4 separate regions of the Mus musculus genome follow, and regions 2, 3 and 4 are each linked to region 1. Evidence: chromatin contacts called from public capture Hi-C and promoter capture Hi-C data. All regions are on one chromosome and are shown on one strand. The core of a region is the stretch at or near the end of the contact, and the rest is flanking DNA. Distances in the headings are between cores, read along the strand shown. Region 1 holds the start of Chtf18 (CTF18, chromosome transmission fidelity factor 18). Region 2 holds the start of Gnptg (N-acetylglucosamine-1-phosphotransferase, gamma subunit). Region 3 holds the start of Baiap3 (BAI1-associated protein 3). Region 4 holds the start of Mrpl28 (mitochondrial ribosomal protein L28).

The links. Promoter capture Hi-C pulls out the DNA fragments that hold promoters and counts their contacts. Capture Hi-C pulls out chosen DNA fragments and counts their contacts.
Region 2: a contact with region 1 is called in a promoter capture Hi-C map of pre-B cells, with 3 times the contacts expected there. The contact joins the promoter of Gnptg here to the promoter of Chtf18 in region 1. A contact is called at or near these places in 6 of 39 promoter capture datasets (the 3T3-L1 cell line, HPC-7-derived erythroid cells, embryonic stem cells and 3 more), 1 of 484 Hi-C or Micro-C datasets (the G1E-ER4 cell line), 4 of 115 datasets of contacts at active chromatin or transcription factors (embryonic forebrain, large pre-B cells, memory CD8 T cells and 1 more) and 1 of 9 other capture datasets (embryonic stem cells).
Region 3: a contact with region 1 is called in a capture Hi-C map of embryonic stem cells, with 4 times the contacts expected there. The contact joins the promoter of Baiap3 here to the promoter of Chtf18 in region 1. A contact is called at or near these places in 2 of 39 promoter capture datasets (the 3T3-L1 cell line and maxillary cranial neural crest), 1 of 484 Hi-C or Micro-C datasets (the G1E-ER4 cell line), 4 of 115 datasets of contacts at active chromatin or transcription factors (SST interneurons, astrocytes, craniofacial prominence and 1 more) and 1 of 9 other capture datasets (embryonic stem cells).
Region 4: a contact with region 1 is called in a promoter capture Hi-C map of liver, with 1.9 times the contacts expected there. The contact joins the promoter of Mrpl28 here to the promoter of Chtf18 in region 1. A contact is called at or near these places in 1 of 39 promoter capture datasets (liver), 1 of 484 Hi-C or Micro-C datasets (CD4 T cells) and 1 of 115 datasets of contacts at active chromatin or transcription factors (pancreatic cancer cells).

The regions. Positions count from the first base shown.
Region 1 is chr17:25,725,759-25,728,913 of GRCm38.p6, reverse strand. It overlaps Chtf18 (CTF18, chromosome transmission fidelity factor 18), which reads left to right and starts at 1,499. Exons shown (of 22, transcript NM_145409.2): 1 at 1,499-1,667; 2 at 1,794-1,973; 3 at 2,066-2,213; 4 at 2,365-2,539; 5 at 2,942-3,034; 6 at 3,120-3,155. The coding sequence starts at 1,577. Rpusd1 (RNA pseudouridylate synthase domain containing 1) reads right to left here and starts at 1,197. Exons shown (of 6, transcript NM_028009.4): 1 at 1,067-1,197; 2 at 523-711; 3 at 268-391; 4 at 1-88. The coding sequence starts at 704.
Region 2 is chr17:25,238,526-25,241,680 of GRCm38.p6, reverse strand. It overlaps Gnptg (N-acetylglucosamine-1-phosphotransferase, gamma subunit), which reads left to right and starts at 1,565. Exons shown (of 11, transcript NM_172529.3): 1 at 1,565-1,621; 2 at 1,710-1,767; 3 at 1,839-1,906. The coding sequence starts at 1,570. Tsr3 (TSR3 20S rRNA accumulation) reads right to left here and starts at 1,511. Exons shown (of 6, transcript NM_026676.3): 1 at 1,317-1,511; 2 at 1,018-1,237; 3 at 424-617. The coding sequence starts at 1,428.
Region 3 is chr17:25,254,683-25,257,837 of GRCm38.p6, reverse strand. It overlaps Baiap3 (BAI1-associated protein 3), which reads left to right and starts at 1,474. Exons shown (of 34, transcript NM_001163270.1): 1 at 1,474-1,677.
Region 4 is chr17:26,121,857-26,125,011 of GRCm38.p6, reverse strand. It overlaps Mrpl28 (mitochondrial ribosomal protein L28), which reads right to left and starts at 1,509. Exons shown (of 5, transcript NM_024227.3): 1 at 1,163-1,509; 2 at 304-456. The coding sequence starts at 1,450. It overlaps Pgap6 (post-glycosylphosphatidylinositol attachment to proteins 6), which reads right to left. Exons shown (of 13, transcript NM_021793.2): 13 at 1,758-3,074. The coding sequence ends at 2,778.

The DNA of each region.
Region 1 (3,155 bases), core at 250-2,749:
TGCACATGGTATGCGTCCGCCCCTCCGTGCTATTCCTGCCAATGGCATAGTTGATCGTCACTTGGCTTTCCTGGACATGGCCTCGGACCTGTCGAGCAAGGACATCACATGCAGCTCACTGGGCCACACTGTCATCTCTGAGAGGAATGTGGCTGAGCTCTAGATAGGCACATAAGCCTGGCACGGAGCTTCAGTTGAGAGGCCTGCTGGAGTAGGCTGTGAGCCTTGGGTCTCCACACAGCATCCCAGGAACTGGCCAGGACTTACCAGTGCCAGGTAGGCTTTGGTGACTCGCCGTTCCTTGAAGCATTTATAAGCACTGCCCGCAGCTGCCTTATTCAGGGCTACGCACAGTGCCCCACTGGTGGAGAAGTCCAGCTGGTGGCAGAACCTGGGAACGGGCAGAAGAGCAGCAGTGGCTGGACCCTGTGGTGCTCTGGTTAGCACCTTTGTGGCAGAGTCCAGTGTCCCAGCATCCTTTGGAAGGATGCTGCAGTGGGGCTCTCCATGTTGGCTGTGTACCTGAACCCATAGCAGGTGTCAGGGTCAGCCAGCTCTGGGAAGTGGTGTCGGAGCTGCTTCTGTAGGGTCAGGGTCTCCCGCCAGGTCTTGCTATCAATGCGCAGGTCCCAGTGCTTGTTCACCACCAGGAAGTCGCTGCTCTGGTACACGATGGACAGATTTTCCATGCTGCCAGGCTCCATGGTGGGGCTGCACGCAGGTGGGAGTGAGCCTGGGGTAGGAGGGTGCCTGACCTGGTCTTCAAGTACTGTACACACTTACTGGGGCCAGAACCTGCTGGAACCCTTTATGTCTTCCACAAGGGCCCATGCCAGGGGTGTCAGCTCCGGAATGGGAGTCTGGCCAAGGTCAGGTGATTCTGACTTGCCATGGACTCAGGGTTAGGGAGCTCTCCCTGACTTGAAGTGGAATAAACAGCCTGGTTGTCCAGCTCACGCCTACACACTTCACGCTAGGTTATTGCCCAGGACCACCCAGGACTTCAAGCGCTCCCTAACTTGCCTCCCACCAGCCTGTGACCACAGGCAGACCCTTTAGGACTTACCTGCAACAGGGCCAAGGGACCAGGATGTCAATTCTCAGCTCTGCATCCAACCTCGCTTCCCTATACTAGGAACCAGGTCTTGGCCTGGCTGGCGCGCAGCTCCGCCTTTTCACCCTGCCCATTCCACTTTCCTAATGGATGGTCGTACTGGCCAATGGCATTCCGGGCCTGGAGCTCCGCCCACTGAAGAATGGTAAGGCCCTACCCGAATAGTCTGCGCACGCGCTTTTTTAGTCCCACCTATTTCCCCGCCTCCCCCACGGATTACTTACTGTACAGGCCAATAGAAAGCGTTCTTGATCCTCCACTCCAACCATTGAACTATTATTCCTCTCCTCCCGCCCTCTGGGAGTAAGACCCGCCCTTCCCCGCTGGCCAATGGCGGGCGCCTCTGGGAACGTCGGCTGTTGATTGGCGGTATTGGAGGCTCTCGGGGCGGGGTAGCGCGCGGTGGCGGCGGCGCGGGAAGTTCTGAGGGACTCTGAGCTGTGGGAGTTGTGGTCTGGCTCCATGGAAGACTACGAGGAAGATCTGTATGGTGTGGAGGATGATTTCCAAAACCAGTTCGCAGCTGAGCTCGAAGTGCTGGCTGAGCTGGAAGGTGGGCGCGGGTCCTGGGTCGTGGCTGCATCCTGCTGCAGCATGGAGAGCTGTGTGGATGGGATTGGTAACGGCTGGGAGTTCGCTTCTTAATGTGTGTTGCTGCTATCAACCTCTGTCTCAGCAGGAACACGGGACCAGGCTCCTCCTGGGACCCTCCAAACTCCAGCGAGCCGCCCTCCGCTAACCTTCGAAGAGGCCATCGCTGGTGGGGACACTGTCCCGCGTCCCTGCCCTGCAGGGTCGCCAGGAAATGTCAACCGCAATACTAGAAAGAATGTTCGTAGGGACCAGCCCGCGCCCTCCAGTATGTCCGATTGGGGACTGAGCACTTAAAGTCGGGGAATTCTGAGGATCAGTTTTCTATTCTTTCACCTCTTTCTGCCTCTGTCTCTGCAGGCCCCATGGTCAAACGACCCAGGTTGGACGTGGTGAAGAAGCTGAACTTTGAGCCAGATATGGAGGAGCTCTTATATCCAGATTCCCCTCCTGGGGACATTACCCCTCCACCGAGTCCAGAGGTCTTCCCTGAGATGTTGGATGCTGGGTGTGTTGCTTAAGGGCATGTAATTCTGACTTGGAAAGCTGCCTGTCCCTGCATGAGGCTCTGGAAGTGGATGTCTATGGGACGGCAAGAGGAGTGAGTGTGGGTCAAGCACCCCATTTGAGAGTGACAGGGAGCTGCTTGTCTCTCCTAGGTATTCAGATGCTAATGCTGACAAAGACCTCATGCAGACATTGCCAAGTCCCCGAAATCGCAATCCTGTCCTGAGACGGCCTCCTATCTTAGAAGATTATATCAATGTGACATCCACAAGTGGAGAACGGGCCTTTTTGGTGCTTCGGGCTGACCTCATAGGCCCTGGGGTGCAGGTGTGTGGCCATAGCATGGGGTTTGCCATGGTATTGGTTCTTTTATGTTGCCAATAGGCTCTCAGCAGGTTCTGAGGCCAGTTTCACCTATCTGAATTGCTAGAAACAGGCACGCCAGGTAGTCCAGTGTTGGAAACAGCAGTGCTACTTTTGAGGCTACGTGGCCTTAGAGTGCCGCCTTGTACCCCATATATTAGCTTTCTGTTTTTCTTTTCCTCTTCACCTTAAAGCTGACTTCCCTTGGACCAGGCCCATCTGAGGGCCATATCCATCCCCTCTCTAATTAGGAAAGGTCATTTCTGTCCCTCTGTCAGCCTTTTTTGGGGGGTGGGGAGAGAAGGGCACTGTGGATGCCTCCATGACCTGGGAGGGTTATAGAGATGATAAATCTGTCTTGCCCAGAACCCTCTTCTAGATGTCCACTGGCGAGGCTGTGGCCAACTGGACCTGCTGGGTGTCCCCTTCGCCTCCCTGAAGGAGCAAGTTGATAGCAAGGTAGGTTTAGTGGAGTGGGGAGTTTATGTGTTGAGTCTAGTGCTGGCTGGACTTGTCCTGACCTCAGCCTATCCTGTTTTTATAGAGACGGCAACAACTGCTGGAGGATGCCCAACAGCTT
Region 2 (3,155 bases), core at 316-2,815, 490 kb after region 1:
AACAAAAACCAAAGATATGCCTGGGACACCTATAGAGAGCACAACTGCATGACCCTGCCTGCTATCTCAGGAAGCTGTCACCTCCTCTACAGTTCCCAAGGTTCCTCTCATTTGCTGAGAAACAGTCCTATTATCCTAGTCTCTGTGTCTTACGGGGTAGCCATTGGGCCCACACACCATCCAGGGAAGGCAGTGGTCCATTTTGCCTCTACCTCTGCTTCATAAGGTTAAGACTGTATGTGGGCACTGAGACTGAAGACAAAGGCTGTTTTCTAATGGCTCCCAATATATTCTCCTCACATCCCACCCCCTTGCTCAGACTCTGCCAGAAGAAACCCCAGTCTCCAGGTGAGGGAGGAGGAGGGGGCAAGCAGTCAGCCTCCAGACTGCCATTGCCAGGCTTCTGTCAGACCCAAAACTCACCTACGATGCAGAAGGCAGCAGCGAAAGCTTCCACACAGGAAAGTTTGCAGGGCCGGCCATAGTTTACAGGGTTGGCAGCTACGAGGTAAGGCAGGAGCCGCAAGTGGCTCCCTCGCATCTTCTGAAAGGGTGTGTCGTCCAGTTTGGCCCAGGAGCAGTCTATGACTGCGACCCCTGACTGTGCCACCAGCTGTCTGTCAGAGAGTGTAGGGTAGGTTCTAGGGCCCCAAATAAGGCACATCCTTGGAGACTGGCTTCACTACAGATGAGAGATCACTCTGCTATTTCGAAGTTATGGTTTATTGCAATAGTAGAAAGAACCCTTCAGGAAGCAGTTGAGGGTAGCTGGACAGTGTTTACTTTACACAACAAATGTTTCTCCTAGGCTTTCTACACTATAGCCCTGCTCTATGAAAAGGGTCAAATTAAATACAACTCTGCTCATATGAAAGATGTGGACATCCAAGACCAATAAGCAAGGCTTGAAGAAAATGATACTCCTGATACAGGGCAGTTTAACAAAGACAAGATGGTGGGAAGGGCATTCCAACCCCTCTCCGACCCCTCCCCGATCCCCAGGCCTCTGGTGTCTACCTGTCTGCCGGAGACACGTACTCAGTGCCTACTGGGCTGAGCACCAGACCGCCAAACCTTTGGCTCAGGCGCAGGCAGCGCACCAGACCCAGACGGGCCAGTTTGCGGCCCGTGCAGCGCTTGGGGTCGCAGTGACCAAGCTCCCACATAGCCAAGGCACAAGGCAGCGCCGCAGGGCCCGGGCCGCCCTGGTCCTCGGCCTCCTCGGGCTGCACGGATGCTACAAGGAGAGAGAGAAGGCCGGGTCCTCAGCGCCTGCTCCCAGGCCCGACCCGCTGCTCCGACTGCTCCAAACTCACCACGCAGCGCAGCGCCCACCTCTTCAGCGAAAGCATCCAGAGAGCGGCCAGAGGGTCGCCGAACACGACCGCTCTCTTTCCTGGATCCGCGAGCAACTTTCTTGCGGCCCATAATGTTAGATGAAATCCGAGATGAAATCCTCAGCTCCAGCGTTTGTTCAAGAGCGTGCGCGCGTGCGCGCTCGCACAGCTTCCGGTTTTGAGGGGAGTCAGTTCCGGCTGTCACTCACGTGACCGTGAGACCCTAGGAGCAATGGCGGGGCGGCTGGCTGGCTTCCTGATGTTGCTGGGGCTCGCGTCGCAGGGTCAGTGGCTCCGCGCACATAGCCCCCCGCGCGCTGGCGTCGCTCGCGCCTCCGCTCCCTACTCACCACCTCTCTCCCCGCTCCGCAGGGCCCGCGCCGGCATGTGCCGGGAAGATGAAGGTGGTGGAGGAGCCTAACACATTCGGGTGAGCGGATCACGGTCCTGCGGCTTGGGGACCGAGCCTGGCTGGCTCTTCTGACCTTCTCTGTTCCATAGGCTGAATAACCCGTTCTTGCCCCAGGCAAGCCGCCTTCAGCCCAAGAGAGAGCCTTCAGCTGTATCCGGTGAGCGCGGGAGGGTGCGGAGCTGGCCGAGGTGCTGACTGAGGGGGCCGAAAAAAGCTCTCGGTTAGGGAGGGAAGGGTGCCTTGGATGAAGGACTCATAATGTACTCGCTGAAGGGTTACGAATTCGTTTGTCAAACTTGAGTGTTTTAAATGCTCTGAAGTATATACTGGAACTGCAATCCCCTCTCGCTCCCAGGGTTGGCGATTACCTAGGGCTAAGCAAGCAAGCGCTCAAGGCTTGGGTCACATCCCTAACTTTTGTGGGGTTTTTGTTTTGTTTCGTTTTGTTTTTCGGGACAGGGTTCCTCTGTATAGCCCTGGAACTCTTTGTAGACCAGGCTGGCCCGGAACTCAGAAATCCGCCTGCCTCTGCCTCCCAAGTGCTGGGATTAAAGGCGTGTGCCACCCCCGGCTACTTTTGTGTTTTTAAGGTAAGAGTCTTTCAAAGTCTTTTATAGTAGACTCAAGCTGGCCTCCAACTTGTGGTATTAAAGCCTCTACTTTCCACAGGTGCTTAGACCAATTAGAAGCTCTAGGGATGTTGGGTATGAAGACTCAACACTCCAGGTGTATCTAGCCCTTTCTAGGTCTTACGGAGTGGAGAGGGCACCAGCACAGGAAATTTGGGACTAAGATCCTAGGAGGACTGAAAGACAAGCTGTTGGAGGTGGCTCAGGGCTGGCCAGCATAAAAGAACCTTGGCAACCCAGACACTATTGCATATGCCAGAAAGATCTTGCTGAAGGGACCCTGTTATAGCTGTCTCGTATGAGGCTATGCCAGTGCCTGGCAAATACAGAAGTGGATGCTCACAAGTCATCTATAAGATGGAACACAGGGCCCCCAATGGAGAAGCTAGAGAAAGCACCCAAGGAGCTGAAGGGGTCTGCAACCCTATAGGTGGAACAACAATATGAACTAACCAGTACCCCCAGAGCTCATATCTCTAGCTGCATATGTAGCAGAAGATGGCCTAGTTGGCCATCACTGGGAAGAGAGGCCCCTTGGTATTGCAAATTTTATATGCCCCAGTACAGGGGAATGCCAGGGCCAAGAAGCAGGAGTGGGTGGGTAGGGGAGCAGGGTGGAGGGAGGGTATAGGGAACTTTCGGGATAGCATTTGAAATATATATTTATTTATATATATATATTTATATTATATATAAATAAATATATAATATAAATATATATAAATATATATAATAATAAATTTATTTAATATTTATTTATATTGTATATAAATAAAG
Region 3 (3,155 bases), core at 225-2,724, 470 kb after region 1:
CTCTCTCTCTCTCTCTCTCTCTCTCCCCTCCCCTGCCACTGCCACTGCCCTGTGTGTGTGTGTTCCAACAGGTTGGCAAAACATGACACAAGAGTATACTATGGGTGCATCAACTCCAGACTCTGGGAGAGGAGTTGGCTATCCCACTCCAACCCCTATCCCCTATAGCAGGACAGTGTGGGGCATAGAGTCCAGGACCTTCCCTTGCTCATCTGATATCCTGGTCCTGACAGTGGGTTTGACTTTTATCACTTTTGCCTGGCCGGACTGTGCCAAGCCAGAGGTTGACTGAGAACGGAGCATTCTGCAGGACAATATTCTGTTCTGGTGCCTGTCTTCAGTGATGGATGGAGGGACTGACAGAGATGTGAATTGGGATACAGACAGGTGACCTCACCTGTATGTCCCCTGGAATGAAGGACTATGGCCTGACTGTTGTCCCTCAGATGTTTCCTCTCCAAATCCCAGTAATGAGGAACAAAGGCCCCCCGCCCAGCACTCTGGAAAGTCTGTCGCCTCAGCAGAGATGTCATTTGCTACAGTCTGAAGTGGAGAATTTTCAGGCCTGCTTTCCTGACCCTCACACTGGTTGGAGTCCTTCCCATAAGAATGAGACCTTTAAACCGGTCAGTAGTGGGAAACTCTTGAGTTCAAGGCCAGCCTGGTCTACAGAGTGAATTTCAGGACAGCCAGGGCTACACAGAGAAACGAAAAATCAAACCAAACCAAACAAACAAAAGAATGAGACTTTTGGTATAAACTCCAAAGTGGAACTACTTAGAAGCAACATGGCCACCAGTGGTTTCCCACCGAAGTTTGTGTCAGTCTTCAGGGGCCTACTGAGCCCTGGAACAGCCAAGAACAACTCCCAGTGGGTGCTGAGAACCCACACAAAGAACCCTGTCAGGTATTTCCTCTGCCCCAGCTTCAGAGCTCGCACTTTTAGGAACTGGACAGGCAACTCATTTAACAAGTCTCCAGGTGACCTCAAGTGGTGGAGGGGGCCTTAGGAGAAGTGGGCTGGGAACAGCAGGATGTGGCTTAATGTGTGTCTTCTGCACACATTCACAGATAGCAGTGACATCACGAGATGTCCCAGGTTAATACCAGAGCTGACTTCCCTGGAAGAGAGCAGCTCCGGGTAGTACTGAGCAGCAGAGCTTTTGTGAGAGGGTTGACTTTGGATATGGCTGTACAGCACTTCAAGAAACACCAGGCACTTCGTGTTTCCTTTGGGCGACTGTTTCTTTTGGGCGACTGTAGCTTCCCTGCGGCCCTGGGAAGGAGACCCCGTGACAGCCTCCTCCCTCGGGGCAGGAGAAGGGGGGTGGGGGGACAGCTAACACAACCTGTCCCTGCACCCACCTGTAGGTTACTGAGCCCTGTGCCCAGAGCAGGGTCTCTCTGGCCACTACCGTGCTGGTAGAGACCCCCTGCCGACCCCAAACGCGCAGGGTAGGGGTGGGCAGGGCTGGAACCTCTGACCAGCAAACCAGGCCAGGCCCCGCCTCCGCCCGCCCGCGCCCCCCGCCCGCGGCGCCCGCTCTGCAGTGCTCAGTCTCCAGCGCGCGCGGCTGCTAGCGGTCGCTGTGCCTCGGTGTCCCCAGCTAGTGCGACAGCAACGCCAGCGCCAGCAGGGACCCCCCCGACCCTGTGGCCCCCGAAGCCCTGTCCACGGTGAGTGCTGTAACTCCTGCCCAATGTCGTCAGACTGCCGTCGAGGCTTAACCTGCTTTTTATCACAGACAGACAGACGGACGGACGGACGGACGCGACCGCCCCCTCGGGCTTAGCCCCACCCCCACCCCTGGCTTCTGCACTACGCTCCGGGTGGAGCACGGGAATTGCTGGCGTCAGAGGCAATGGGAAACTGAGGTCCTGGGGAAACTGAGGCCGCGCGTGCTCAGAGAGAGGGGCGGGGTCGCACGGCCGGCGTCCTAGGCTCTGAGCTAAGTAAAGGGCTACTGGAGGTCCACACTGCAGAATTCCCCGGGAGGGTTGAAGGGTGAGACCTCCAGAGCCAGAGAGTGCACACCTTCAACCTCGGTTCCCACGGCCGCCGCTGCTGAGCCACCTGACTGTAACCCTTTTTCCCAATAGAGGCCCCTGACTGAAGCGGAGCTGGGGACCTCGGAGACGCCCTACGGGGCTTCTCTGAACAGGTTGAATCCCCTCAAGGCCCCAGCGCCCGTGTCCCTACCACTTTCCGACTCCCCTCATGAGACCTTTGCCCTCAGTAACCCAAAATCCCTGCCAGGGTAAGCCTTTTTCCTCCCTAGTTACCCAGGAATTCGGGTCCCACCATTTGCCTGGGGTCTGACTGTGTGTGTGTGTGTGTGTGTGTGTGTGTGTGTGTGTGTGTGTGTGTGAGAGAGAGAGAGAGAGAGAGAGGCACAGAGGTAGAGACAGAGACAGAGACAGAGAGACAGAATCAGAGAGAGACAGAAATAGAAACAGAAAGAAAGCAAGACCAAGACCAAACTCCCTTCAGACCTCCTGCCTTCAAGGAGAAGAAGGTAACCTCAATAGAACAGGGGAGGGTAACCACAGCCTCCCCCGCCCCTATCATCAAAAACAGCCGATCAGGAGCAACTAACTCAACAGAGACAGGTAAGTAGCAGGTAAGACTCCAGGGTAGAGTGAACCAGTCTCCATCTGTAGGCCTGGAGAGCATCCATCCACAGAGAGCACAGTGCAGATCTCCCCCTACACACCCCTACACTCCCTGTGACTCAGGGAGGGATGAGCTTGCAAACAGAATGTGTAACAGGTAGACCACCTGAGGACTGGAGGCTGAGCTACTGAGGCCGGCCGTGGAGAGGTCCATAGGCACTACCCCACTCAGCACCCTTGTGTTTGCTGTGGACTGGAAGCCCAGAGAGACCCCTCCAGCCCTTTGCCCTTAAATTCTCTGCCTCACTGCCCCACAAGACCTTTAAAGGGCTGTCTGGTAGGTGACAGCTTGGTGAGAGTCCTAGGTTAAACCCTGCCTCTGTACAGCTTGCCGGCATCTTGGACTGAGAATGAAGTGACCCTAGCTTTGGACAGGCTCCCTCCCGTTCATATGGCAAGAGCTTCCTGGCGGATAATTCCTTTGCTTAGTGGGCAGCTGGGAGCTATGACTCTGACCCTACTGGGTGACTGAGCAGGCCTAT
Region 4 (3,155 bases), core at 260-2,759, 400 kb before region 1:
AGGCCAGCCTGGTCTAGAGTGAGTTCCAGGACAGCCAGGGCTATACAGAGAAACCCTGTCTCGAAAAAAAAAAAAAGAAAGAAAGAAAGAAAAAGAAATGGCTACAACCATTGGACAAGTCAGCGACTCACAGGGAGTGGCCTCAGCAAGACAGAAAGCTTCAGGGGCTGCACCAACAGGGACTCAGTCCTACTTGTAATGGCTACCCTGGGGTGCCCCACACTCCCTGCCCATGCCCATGCAGTGCACTCGGCACTTCCCACGAGTCTGACAAGACCTTGGAGTGCACTAACCCCTGCTTGCCTTGAGAATATAGAAGTCAAATCCATAGGCCTCATCGATGAGATCCAGGGTCCTCATGGTCACAGTCACGGTGAACTTCTTGTCCAGGATTTCACTGTAAAGCTCCCGAGTGAACAGCTGTGGCTTCCACACCTTCTTCACCCTCTTGGAGAGCTAAGGGTGCAAGAGAAACCTCCCGTTTTCCTATAGACCAAGTGGGCCCCAAAGCACCCTTCTGGAACCTGGGCTACTGTGAGCCAGGCCCTCTCCCTTCCTCAGACGCTCCTCAGGACCACTGATGCAGGTCAGGGCCCCTGAGCTGGCTCTGGACACCCACCCACCTAGATGTCTGCTTCACTCAGGCTAGCCCTAATGCTACTGGTATATGTTCCAGATTCTCACACAGCTGAAACCCAGTAGCCACAGGCAAGTGAATGACACCCTGGAAGGCCTGAAACATACTCTCTCCTCCCACAGGGCTTGCCTAGGAGCAGAGTATCACCAGAAGAGATAGACTCCAGGCAGTCATCTCGGTCTTTTTGATTTTTATGTACTAGGAGCAAAGTTATTCCGTCCTAAAAATGAGGGAAATGCGCATAGAAACTAGCAGGTGACAAGCAGATTTCACTTCTCCCTCCTCTTCGGCACAAGCTTCGAATCTATCCTTCCTCCTTCCTTTTCTCCACCACTGTCCCCACTCTGTCCTTACTTTTGATACTATCTGATCCAGGACCACCCCACTTCAGGACTAGACTTTGCTATCGGAGTTAGCTTGCTCCGTAAACAAAACGCTTGTGTTAGTCTGGTTGACCGTTTGTGGCGCCCAGAGCAGCGCCTGCTCAGCAAAGCATGCAGAACAGCCGAGATGGTCCGCACCCACCTTGTCGTTGTTGGCGTATCTGTAGCCTAAAATCAAGCCCTCTCCACCCCACAGTCCCTGCTGGGACTCTGGAGGGTAGTGAACTGGAATGGGTACGTCCTCAACGCGCTCGCGCTGCCCATTCTTGGGGTTGATCTTGAACTTGGTCCCGTGAGGTTTGTAGTGTACCGGGGTCGGCGTCCGTTCTTCTTCCAGTGAGCGCAAGAAGTGGGCGGGCAAGCGCGCACAGATGCCCTGCCGCAGCCGCAGCTTCTGCCACAGGTGCACAGGATACCTGTGCAGCGGCATCGCGCGACCCTCTACTTCTAGGAGAGCGCGCCCGCGCCTCCCGGAACCGGAATAGCGTCACCGAACGTGCGCCTTCGCTCGCTGCCAATTGGCAGCAACGCCCGTCCATCTAAACTAATCCCTTTCCCTCCGCCTCCTTTAGGGACCATGAAAAATTATCTACTGCGAATGGGTTCAAGGCACCGTCTGCCAAGTGCAGCCCAGGAGTTCCCCAGCAGCTTTGGCAAGCCTGTTGGGAAAGGCTACCCTGAGCTCAACCTCCCTTTCCCTCCAGGGACGCAAGGAAAAAAAAAAAAAAGACCACTCATTTGATTTGAAAAATTATTGTAGAATATTAAATTCACCAATTACATAAAAATATGCCTTCATATCTTAGAACAGTAACATTTTACCACCTGCCCCCCACCCCCAACAGAATATACACATTTCCCCTTTCAGGGGCTAAAGTGTGCTTTGGTGCCAAATAAAGGATGTTAGTAGCTTGGGAAGGAGCCCAGAAGCCCACACCTGCAATCCCAGTACTCAGAGCAGATGAGCCTCACAGTGGGAACCAAATGGCCTGGGCACACAGCACTACCAGCTCAGTGACCCCAGGAGACCAGAAAGATTGGGCTGGGGATCCAGAACCCACTCCTTAATCCTCAGTTGATCCAGTAGGGGTCAGCCTCATCCAAGTGTCTAGGGCCAGCACAGGAGAATGCTCACCAGACTGGGGCCTTGGACCCCTTAAGAGAGAAGGGAACACTAGCGAGCATTGTGTGCCTTCTGGAGCCAGACCTCATACAGCTGAGCAGCCTGCTACCTCAGGCTCTCCCGAAGGCCTCCTGCTCCAACAGACAATGAGGGAGGGACAGCACACAGCACTCCAGGTCTTAATCAGCTCTCTGATGACCCTGGACTCTACCATAGCAACTGCAGCAGGAGGGTATCCCCATGCCAAGGCAGGATGGCATTAAGGGTACAGGATGTCAGAGACAGTGAGTGACCTCTGTGCACTCAGACTTCCTTGCTTGTGGGTCTCATATCACGGCTTTCCAAAGGAAGGGGACCACAGGAATCCCTTATCTGTATCCCCATCCATAACAGCGTGATCAGCCCACACGTGGCACCTGTGGGCTCCAGGTGGAAACAGCTGTGACCTTCAGAGGAATTGGCAGCAGCCATAAAGATTTTTTGGGGTGGAGGGGGTCTTCTCTGGAGAAAGAAGCCAAGCGTCTCAGGACAATTTTATTCAGATGGAAACCTGGTTGGGGCTAGACAAGCACCTCTCTCGCTTGTCCTAGCTGAAGAGGTCATTAGAGTTTCAGGTGTCCATGAACCAGCCTTATCAGGTCACTGTGTACAACTCATCCCGATCATTCCTGCAGATCTGGTAGTGACAAGGGAACTTCTGCAAACAGGCCCAGGACCCAGCTTTTTCCTCTCGTGGTGGCAGAAGAAATGCTGCACTACCAGCCAGTAGGATGTGCCAAATGCTGTGGGTGTAGTAGTAATTGTCACTGGTCATCATTGAAGTATACATGGCGATGCCAACGGAAGCCATGGAGATGCCAGGCAGGAGGTAGAAGACCCAGCGCTGCCAGGAGGTTGGGTAGCACTGTCCCCGGTGCCCACAGCGGTATATCTAGAGTGGATAGCCACATGGGAGTTGGTTGGTTGGTGCAGACCCAGAGCCAAGAGGTATGGGGTCTATCTAGATCTGGGC